Regions from separate parts of the Xenopus laevis genome. Here region 1 is linked to region 2. A link is a contact called in public Hi-C data. All regions are on one chromosome and are shown on one strand. The core of a region is the stretch at or near the end of the contact, and the rest is flanking DNA. Distances in the headings are between cores, read along the strand shown.

The links. A called contact is a pair of places that touch in the nucleus more often than the background predicts.
Region 1: a Hi-C map of the XL177 cell line shows a contact between it and region 2, with 2.8 times the contacts expected there. The contact joins the enhancer-like site here to the promoter of astl2f.S in region 2. A contact is called at or near these places in 2 of 4 Hi-C or Micro-C datasets (the XL177 cell line and the XTC cell line).

The regions. Positions count from the first base shown.
Region 1 is chr4S:13,511,346-13,516,200 of Xenopus_laevis_v10.1, reverse strand. It overlaps ccnd1.S (cyclin D1 S homeolog), which reads right to left. Exons shown (of 5, transcript NM_001086005.1): 5 at 1,423-1,843. The coding sequence ends at 1,685. It overlaps LOC108715237 (a long non-coding RNA gene), which reads left to right. Exons shown (of 7, transcript XR_005960801.1): 7 at 1,485-1,566. Among protein-coding and RNA genes, the nearest start is that of ccnd1.S, 14 kb to the right of the region's middle. Within about 2 kb of position 3,435, at least 2 of the 7 cell types and tissues checked have an H3K27ac peak or open chromatin away from gene starts, as enhancers often do.
Region 2 is chr4S:13,268,791-13,273,704 of Xenopus_laevis_v10.1, reverse strand. It overlaps astl2f.S (embryonic protein UVS.2-like), which reads left to right and starts at 1,654. Exons shown (of 12, transcript XM_018260200.2): 1 at 1,654-1,678; 2 at 3,206-3,262; 3 at 3,493-3,606; 4 at 4,319-4,453; 5 at 4,638-4,755. The coding sequence starts at 3,253.

The sequences.
Region 1 (4,855 bases), core at 2,186-4,685, 240 kb before region 2:
CTATTTTTATAAAATAAAAGGGCAGGGGAAAAAAAGGTACATAGATGTGCAAATTTCCTATTTTTACCTAAAATTTAAAAAACCTAGAAAGAATTTAAAATAAAATCAGGAAGGGTTATGCACTGAGATTCTAACAATATCAAGTACACCACACTCACGTTTCCGATGGTCAGGGCATTTTGTCTTCGAGATGGACAAGTCAAAGGGGGAGGAAAATTGCATTTTACAAATTATACTGGCCTTTTTGAGGATCTTCTGTAATAAATATCAGCCTTAGCTATAAATTATATAGTTTAGTGTTAAAAAAAAAAGCTTGAGATAAAGCTTTTTTAAAAAAACCTACTAGACTACTCGCCCTTTATGTCAACACTTAAAGCCATACACAGCACCATAGCAATTCTAAACATTTTCTATGAATAAATGAAAAAAAAAAAAAAAAATACACAGAAACGGATTTGGGTTGTGTAAATGCAAATTTTCTAACCACTTTTTTTCACCCCTAACACCATATTTTAAAAAACAAAACAAAAAAAATCTTGAATTGCTAGTTGCAAACAAGCACCAAAAAATTTAAATAAAAAAAAAATTCTAAACCATTCCATTTTTTGTTGATTCCCACACAAAATAACATATTAGCTATAATGGACCCAAAGTGCTTTGAAATGGAACGGTTGTAGAATAAAGGAAAACAAAAAAAGTCGCGGATATGAACCGACCATCGCCGGGCTTAGAAGTCATCGGGGGGGTTTCCAGCATGTTATATAAAGGCAGCTAGAGAAAAAAACATGATTATAAAAATATATATTATGTTCACTATGTCTGTATCTCTTTATAATAGAGTATAATAGAGGCAGTAAACTAATCTCAGGCGATACGAAAGCCGGTTCTCCCCCTCTAAGCCGGCGGGCAAATCCGCGGACCATATTCATATATAGTGATGCGCTATACTACAATACGCTATTGTACGGAGTACACCAACCATTGATAAGGCGAAGAGGCGTGACAAACTATAAAGGAATTTCGAATATATAAAGTGACTACATGCAATAGCAAGCAGGATACGAAGAAGCCTGAACTGCATGGAAGGAAAGTTTGGTTGTTGTTTTTTTTTTAGTTGCTTTTTTTCTTTTTAAGAAAATAAAGGACATTTTTGTAATTTCCTTTTTTTTTTTTTTACAAAAAAAAAATCTATCTAGAAACCTCTTCTACGTTAAAAATGGCTGTATACATGTAAGAAATGGAAAAAAAACAAACAAACTAGTACCTCCCCTGGAGACAATTCTCTTGTGTTAATGCCTATTTTTATAACATACAGACACAAACACTTTAATATAAAACTAAATGATTATTGTCTTATAAAAATTATCTTTTTTGTAGCACAAACCTATAGAGGGTTTATACAAATACTATTTTTTTTTCCTCTTTTTTTTTTTTTGTTGTACGAAAAGTTTTTGGGAATTATTTGTATTTTTTTTTTCTTTTAGAGATGAACGGGGACACACGAAGCAGAATTTCCTCCTGGCAAGTGACAAGTGTCCGGAAGGCGTGGCCTTGTTCTCTTCCGCAAGTTCTATCCCAACACACTCCAAAGCTTTATATATATATATATATATATATATATATATATATATATATATATATATATATGTACGAGCAAAATAAAACGTCTGTGAGCAGTTCCATGTCAGATATTGACGTCTCGGACATCGGTCGGGGTGCAGGAGATATCCACCTCTTCTTCCATGTTTTTTGTGTCTGAGGAAGTGTTGTGTTGCTGTTGTGCTTGGCGCAAACTGGACTCTAGGAGGGACTCAATCTGTTCTTGGCACGCCCGTAAACAGTCCTAATGGGAAGAGAACGCCAACTGTTAGGACATTTGCATGCATGATTTAGGCCAATAAAATACATATTTAGGCTAAGGGCATGCCTGGCGGATCATCCCTCACCTATATTTGTCCTGATAGCACTTAAAGGGATACTGTCATGGGGAAAAAATTTTTTTTCAAAATAAATCAGTTAATAGTGCTGTTCCAGCAGAATTCTGCACTGAAATCCATTTCTCAAAAGAGCAAACAGATTTTTTTATATTCAATTTTGAAATTTGACATGGGGCTAGACATATTGTCAATTTCCCAGCTGCCCGAGTCATGTGACTTGTGCTCTGATAAACTTCAATCACTCTTTACTGCTGTACTGCAAGTTGGAGTGATATCACCCCCTCCCTTTCCTCCCCAGCAGCCAAACAAAAGAACAATGGGAAGGTAACCAGATAACAGCTCCCTAACACAAGAAAACAGCTGCCTGGTAGATCTAAGAATAGCACTTAATAGTAAAAACCCATGTCCCACTGAGACACATTCAGTTACATTGAGAAGGAAAAACAGCAGCCTGCCAGAAAGCATTTCTCTCCTAAAGTGCAGGCACAAGTCACATGACCAGGGGCAGCTGGGAAATTGACAAAATGTCTAGCCCCATGTCAGATTTCAAAATTGAATATAAAAAAATCTGTTTGCTCTTTTGAGAAATGGATTTCAGTGCAGAATTCTGCTGGAGCAGCACTATTAACTGATTCATTTTGAAAAAAACTTTTTTCCCATGACAGTATCCCTTTAAGTCTAAAAAAAATCCCCCAAAATCCGAAACACTTTGAATCACTTTTCAATGACAACAGGAAGTGTCGCTAATAACCCAGATGTGGCACATATCATACAAAAGCCAGCATGCATTCAGCAAATAATAGCTGACTTGGGGTCAGTTCAACCAATGGTAAAAGGGTGTAAAACACAAAACGTGAAACGTATAATGTAGGTCCACTAAGTCTTTTTTCCCTGACATTTAAAAGACCATGGAGTGGTCCTTTAAATGCACACTGTTAATACAAATGCAATAATACACTGAATTTATACAACTCATAGCTGACATTTTCAAGCAGAAGTAGACCCATACACTTCTCTGAGCTCCAACATAAATACAGAACATTCTTACTGATATTTACGCGCCCAAGAAATGCTGATCACAGTGATCTATGGTGACTGGCGTTTTCCACTGCGTAGTTTATTTAATACATCTAAGGGCTCTAGTTTACAGGTTCAGAGCTGCTGAATAATGGTCTTCACACCAACGCAGACCAACAAACCCATGAGAAGCCTGGGCAGGAGTCAGAGATTCATACAGTATACTGGGTGCTATGTAATTTTCCAAAAGATACAAGTCCTATGTAGGGCCGGAATTAGAGGTAGGCAGAAGAGGAACCTGCCTAGGGCGCAACTATGTGGCGGACGCTGGGCAGGTAACTACTCCTAGTCCAGGTTTGCTCCCCTGCTGCTCTCGCCTCCCCTTTATCACTCTCCCCTCCCTCCCTCTGTCCCTTGCCCCTACCTTCCTCCCGCCCCTTTGTTGCTCTCCCCTCCCTCCCCTTCTATTATTGCGCATGCGCACAAATGGGAGGGGGAAGGGTAGCCAACCGGGGTGCCTAGGGTGCCCTGTCGCCCTGGTCCTATGAAAGTGCCCTCAATTTTCCTGCACAATGGTGCTCCTGATAGAGGCCAAGAGCAGGCACTTGCTCCTTTTTTATTGACCACATTAAGGTCAGACCCCATGATATCCAAAAATAGGGGAATATTACACAACAGGACGGCTACGGTAGATTTTAGTCGATTTTAGGAGGGACATTTGTACTGTTTCTAGTAAACAAAGGGAACAACAGAAATTAAAGTAGACTGGCTACCTAACACTCAACAGTGATAGACACATTGTATACTACTGGTAGTGGCACTACTAGAAATACAGGTTTATATTTGCTTGAGTTTATATATGTATATATATTTCTCATCTTAACAATAAAGGAACAATGGGAGCTGACAACGAGGAAAGGCAATATATTGACTGAGCAAAGGAAATTCTAAAGACTATACATAAGGATAAAATAAACCTAATTTCTAAAAAGGTAGTGCTACATGCCTCAAAGAAACAGCAAATGTCTAGAGCACAACAAAGAAAACATTCCACGTCTTTATATTCCATTTATAAACTAACCCTGTAGGGCCCTGGACTGGGTCTGGGGGGAGAAGGGGCTTCTGAATGCTCTTCTTTCTCTGGTCTTCAAACATCTCTACCTTCAAGCTTTAAGTGCAGCTCAATAAACACTGTTGAGGGGCTAGCTCCATTAACCACCCGTCTGTGAACCTAACAAGGACTGTTTTAAAGCATTCTTCTGTAGTGGACTGAAGACATTGTTCCAGAACAAAGCTCGAAGCCGCCCCAACTTCACAGCTTTGGGATATGGATCATTGACCACTACTATTGCTTGTCCTATTCTTCCTGATCGCTTTCATTGCCAGGAAAAGGTTTATTGCTCCCAAATTACTGAGGTGCATCTACTAAAAGGGCGCTGAAGATTGATAGGGGTGTGAGGGAGAGTAAACCACCCAGTTAGAATACCAGCTACTGTAAAAGCACAGGAGATCATTAAAGGATGGCTTCATAAAAGTCCATCACACTGGGCAGGACAATGAAGATCCTAGTAGCCTTTATAAACCAAGGTCAGAAGAAGCCAGAAGGTCTCTGTTTGATGAGATCTTTCCAGATACTGTTTTCTTTTTAACTTGGCCTTTGTTTCTCGCATACTGTGGCATTCATTACTTGCTAAGTGCCACCAAACCGCTCATTCCAGAGCAAGAATAGTCAACTAGAAGACCCAACCTTAGGCCAGGACCCCCCCTTAGTGCATTAAATTAGTACAGATATAGGAAAATAATTAAATGTTGTCATAGATTCAAGAATATCTAGGGCAGCATAAACATAGTCACCCTAAAGTGACCTTCAAGTCAGGCTTTCAGGTTTATCTAGAAGACAA
Region 2 (4,914 bases), core at 405-2,904:
CCAAGGGATTTATTGCTCCAAAAAGTGCTTAAAAGTATGGAGGGAAAAAAAATAGCTAATAGCTTATAAAAAAGTGGTTGTGTGCATCCCCAGCCGATTGGCTAGAATGTAAACATTTGTTCATCACCAGACCAAAAGGCTGGGGGTAAAAAAGCATGGTGCACAGAAAAGTGTTCAAGTGTGCAAAAGTGCCTGCTCCATTGTGTCCAGTCTCACAGGGAAATCAAGCACCCCAGGTTTGCAAAGGGGTGCTATCTCAGGCTCCATTTAGTTGTATCCTTTGGCCAGAAGATCATGTGCCTCTTTTCCTCACTAGTGAAGGGCCCCCCCTAGCACCAGTGGAGGGATTTGCCTACTGCCCACCCAGACCTTCAATTGCTTAATCAACAAGGGGCAGCCAATTGTAGCCAAGAAACAGGGAGCCCAGGAGGTCAGTGGGCCAATAACCAAGGTCTATTGGTGACTTTCATTGTGCTCCCCACTAGGACCAAACCCTGGACAGGACTCTCATTACAGCCTCTCCTCCAGTGTCAGGAGCCCTGTGTCTGTGAGGGCACCATGAATGAGCCACAAGGCTCTCTATCCATAATCTCTGGTGCCTTCTTTGCCATCATGTTTGCATCACACTTGGGACAGGAGGACACAGTTGAAGGATAGTCTAATGCTGGAATATTCCCAGGCACCTCCTGTACAGTTGGACTGGCACAGTGTAATGACAGTCATTATCATGTTAACATTGGTCACCCTAGATATCCATGACTTCATGCTGAAATTGGCTTTTTTTTTCCACGGGTGTGTCCTTTGTGGCCCCCATTCTTACTGTTTAAAAAGAAGGATTTACGGGGTTTTTAGGGCATAGACAGACACTGCACAAACAGACATGGGCGGCACAGCCAAACTGGTGGCCTTACTATGTATATTGCAGGCGGCTGCAGCAGTACCTCTGGAGGTAAGTACACAGCTTTCTGGCAAGTATATTGTACATTGGGTAAGACTGGCTTAGTATCTGCACATGGGGGAAATACAGTACATGTATGGGACCTGTTATCTAGAATGCTCGGGACCTGGGCCTTTCTGGATAACGGAGCTTTCCATAATTTGGATCTTCATACCTTAAGTCTACTAGAAAACAATGTAAACATTAAATAAACCCGATAGGCTGGGATTGCTTCCAATAAGGATTAATTATATCTTAGTTTGAATCAAGTACAAGGACCAGGAATGGGATCCGTTATGTGGAAACCCGTTATCCAGAAAGCATTTTTTCCCTTTCTCTCTGTAATAATGAATCATCAGCTTGTACCTGATACAAACTAAGATATAATTAATCCTTATTGGAAGCAAAACCAGCCTATTGGCTTTATTTAATGTTTAAGTAATTTCTTAGTAGACTTACGTTGTGAAGATCTAAATTACGGAAAGATTCTGAATAACAGGTCCCATACCTGCACTGTTTCATTATTACAGTGAAAAAGGAAGTCATTTTTGAAAATTCGGATTATTTGGATAAAATGATGTCTATGGGAGACAGCCTTTAAGTAATGTTCTGGATAGCTGGTGTCCGTAAAACGGATCCCATATATATGTAAAAGATGATAATAGCACAACAAAGGTATAACTGACATTTGTCTTTGTTCATTGTTATAGATCACTGACGGCCGCATCAATATCGGTAATGGTAAGTGTAAAAGTGTCACATAGACTTTATGAAATTGGGCTTCATGAAAAGGTAGCTTTTCCTTTAAAATGACATGGCTGTATAGGAGTCAGCCGCTGAGCAGGGGCGTAACTATAGAGGAAGCAGACCCTGCGGTTGCAGGGGGGCCCAGGAGTGTAGGGGGCCCAGTGAGACCCTAATTAATTAGCAATTTTAATATATCTTGGTAAAATAGGCCAACTTATAAATATTTTGGGGCCCTAAATTGAATTTGCTATGGGGCCCAGTAACAACTAGTTATGCCACTGCCGCTGAGCATTCCTACAGTAATTATAGCTTATTGCCCGCACTAGCTGTCCCTTCTGTGTACACTGGCATTTGTGCAAGTCCATAGGAGCTGCCATACTGATTACCATAAACTCTGCATTGAGGATTTCTTCCTTTTTTATTTTCTTTGTGTGTTTGCAGTGTAGACTGAGGGTAAAATCATTCAGTTTCCAGATCTCTGCCAGTCATCGACCTGATTGATTGATTATCAGGAAACATGGCCAATCGGGTTGCTGTGGCTGCTCAGGGGTGGGGACCAGAGACAGAGGCTACAGGTTGGGGCTCAGACATTGGGCCATGGAAACATTTAGGATTAAAATACTAGTTACACCTGCCTGTTCCCATATGCCTAACTAGGAAACCTGGGTAAGGCCAACCTGTTGGTGGTTCACAATGAACATTGGCTTCGGGCATTATATATAGGTACACTTGCATACCTCCCAACTGTCCCATTTTTCGTAGGACAGTCCTGATTTTGACAGCTCAACCCGCAGTCCCGTGTTTGTTACAGAAATATCCCGACTTTATCTTTGATCTCCTGCACTGAACAGCCAAAAAGAGATACAAAGTTTCTGACTTAATTAGCTTTTGGCAGAGAGCCCAGAATAGATACTTTGAAACTTTTGTAACAATGTAAGATTAGCAGGTCTCTTGGGAGAACTTAGACTCACAGCTTAAGGGCTCTTACTGACGAGCGGTTGAAGCTGCAATCCCCTGCGTACCGTTTTTGTGCGTTCAGCCGCAGGGGAGCACAGGAATAGACGCATTAAGTTTTTTTCAATGGGGCTGTACTCACACAGGAGCGTGTAGGCGCCGAACGCAGGTTGGGACGCAACATGCTGCATTTTTCCTGCGTTCGGCGCCTACACGCGCCTGTGTGGGGAGCGCAGCTTCAACCGCTCGTCAGTAAGAGCCCTTGAAAGCAATTCACCTTTATTAGCAAAACATAAAAACCACAGAAATATGTTCAAACTTTCATAACCTGCCAAATTTTGTAAAATGGACATGGTAATTAGGGGGTGTGGTCACAAAATGAGCATGGCAAAAAATTCACTGCGCTCTGCTCAGCAAGTCTTTTTTGTCCCTCTTTCTATTTCCAAAATGTTGGGAGATATGCATTTGTAAGCTGCATGTTGTACCTCTCAAAAAACATCACTTGTAGGCTAAAGGCTGCAATGAATGACACTGTTCTATCCCCACCCCTCTGATCTTTTTTTTCAGAATTCCAGGATAATTTGGGAAATGATCATTCTAAATCTCTTCTCAATATGGAGAAAGGTAAATATGAGATGGTTGGGGCATGGGGCATTTGTTATTACACAATAATACTAGCCATTTTCACATTTAGAATTCTAGGTCTACTAAACCACCCTTGTAACAAATCAGCATTTAGTCTGTTGCATGTAAAGAGGAACCTTGGATGAGGGAATCTTGGGGGGCCCTAAATTCTGAGTCCTTGTTGGAATAACACATTTAGGATTGTCTGTATCTGTTTATGGCTTTTGCAGAATTACAAGAAATGAAAAGGACCTTAGCATCTCTCAAGCTTCTAGAAGGTCAGAAGGAAGAAGGCAGCAGTGATCCACTGGACATCTTAAGTGAGATTCTACAAGCCAATGAAGGTAACAAAGGGCAAAAATAAGTTCTATATCTATAGTGGGTTCTATATCTGCACTGGGGCCATGGTGATAGGGGCCAGTCTGCTACCAAGGCACTGTGGGCATGGGAATGTCCTTCATGCTTTTATCTATGTTCTTCCACCCCAAGCAGGCCCGGACTGGCAATCTGTGGGTTCTGGCAAATGCCAGAGGGGCTGCTATAAGGTCCCATAGAAAATCAGTATTTAGTGGGCTGGTGGAGCTGTTTGGGCCTCTATGTGGCTGATTGGGCCTCTGTGTACCTGAAATGCTAGGGCCTATTTTAATTCTCAGTCCGGACCTGACCCCAAGGGTCCCCTTATGTTAGAGACCCAAGGCAAACACACCCATTCTACCCAACCCTGCCTTAAAAAATATTTTGCACCAAAAAATGTCCTCCTTTGTATACATCCATGGCCACTAGAAGTCAGAAGTGTCTAATTCAAGAGATGTACTTTTAGCGGGTAGACAAGGGAAATAAGACAGTGTGTAGATGCCACAGCCATAAAAAAACCCTGAACTCTTTAAGGCAACATCCATTTTTAAGGAGTCATGTGTCAAATGCCTAAAGTGCTGCACAATGACGTATCATATCCATCATAGCTAGGAACTTCTGTTGACCCACCAAAAGAACAAATGGTTTTCCTGTAATAATCAAGGGAACTGTACACATGTATGTTTATTTCTTATCCAACAGGTGCCAACATGCCAATAGAGTATGGAGATATATTCCAAAAACTGGGGCGCAGTGCCACAAACTGTACAAAATGCCTGTGGCCAAAATCCAGTAGTGGGCTGGTCAATGTCCCATATACAATATCCCCTGTGTTTAGTAAGTATATATATGTTAATTACACTATGTACTGTAGACTCAAGTACTGACATGTTGATATCAATGATGTGCAGGGGGTGCACAATTACTATCCCTTAGATCATTAGAATTTATGTGTTTTTTGTAAGGGGAAAGGTCAGGCAAAGAAACTCTGCTATGTAATATATTGCTCTCTTTCCATCAGGTGACAGTGAGAAGACACTGATTAGAGGGGCTCTAAATGAGATTATGACACTGAGCTGCATCAGGTTTAAAGAGCGTACAACACAGGCTGATTTTCTGAGGTTTCAGTCAGGGAATGGGTAAGGCTAAAAGAGATCCATTATGCCCAACATTCAAGGTGGCCCATACCCAGATGTTCCACAACCCACCCAGACCACACCCAGATGCTCCATGGCCCACTCAGATCACACCCAGATGTTCCATGGCCCACTCAGACCACACCCAGATGTTCCATGGCC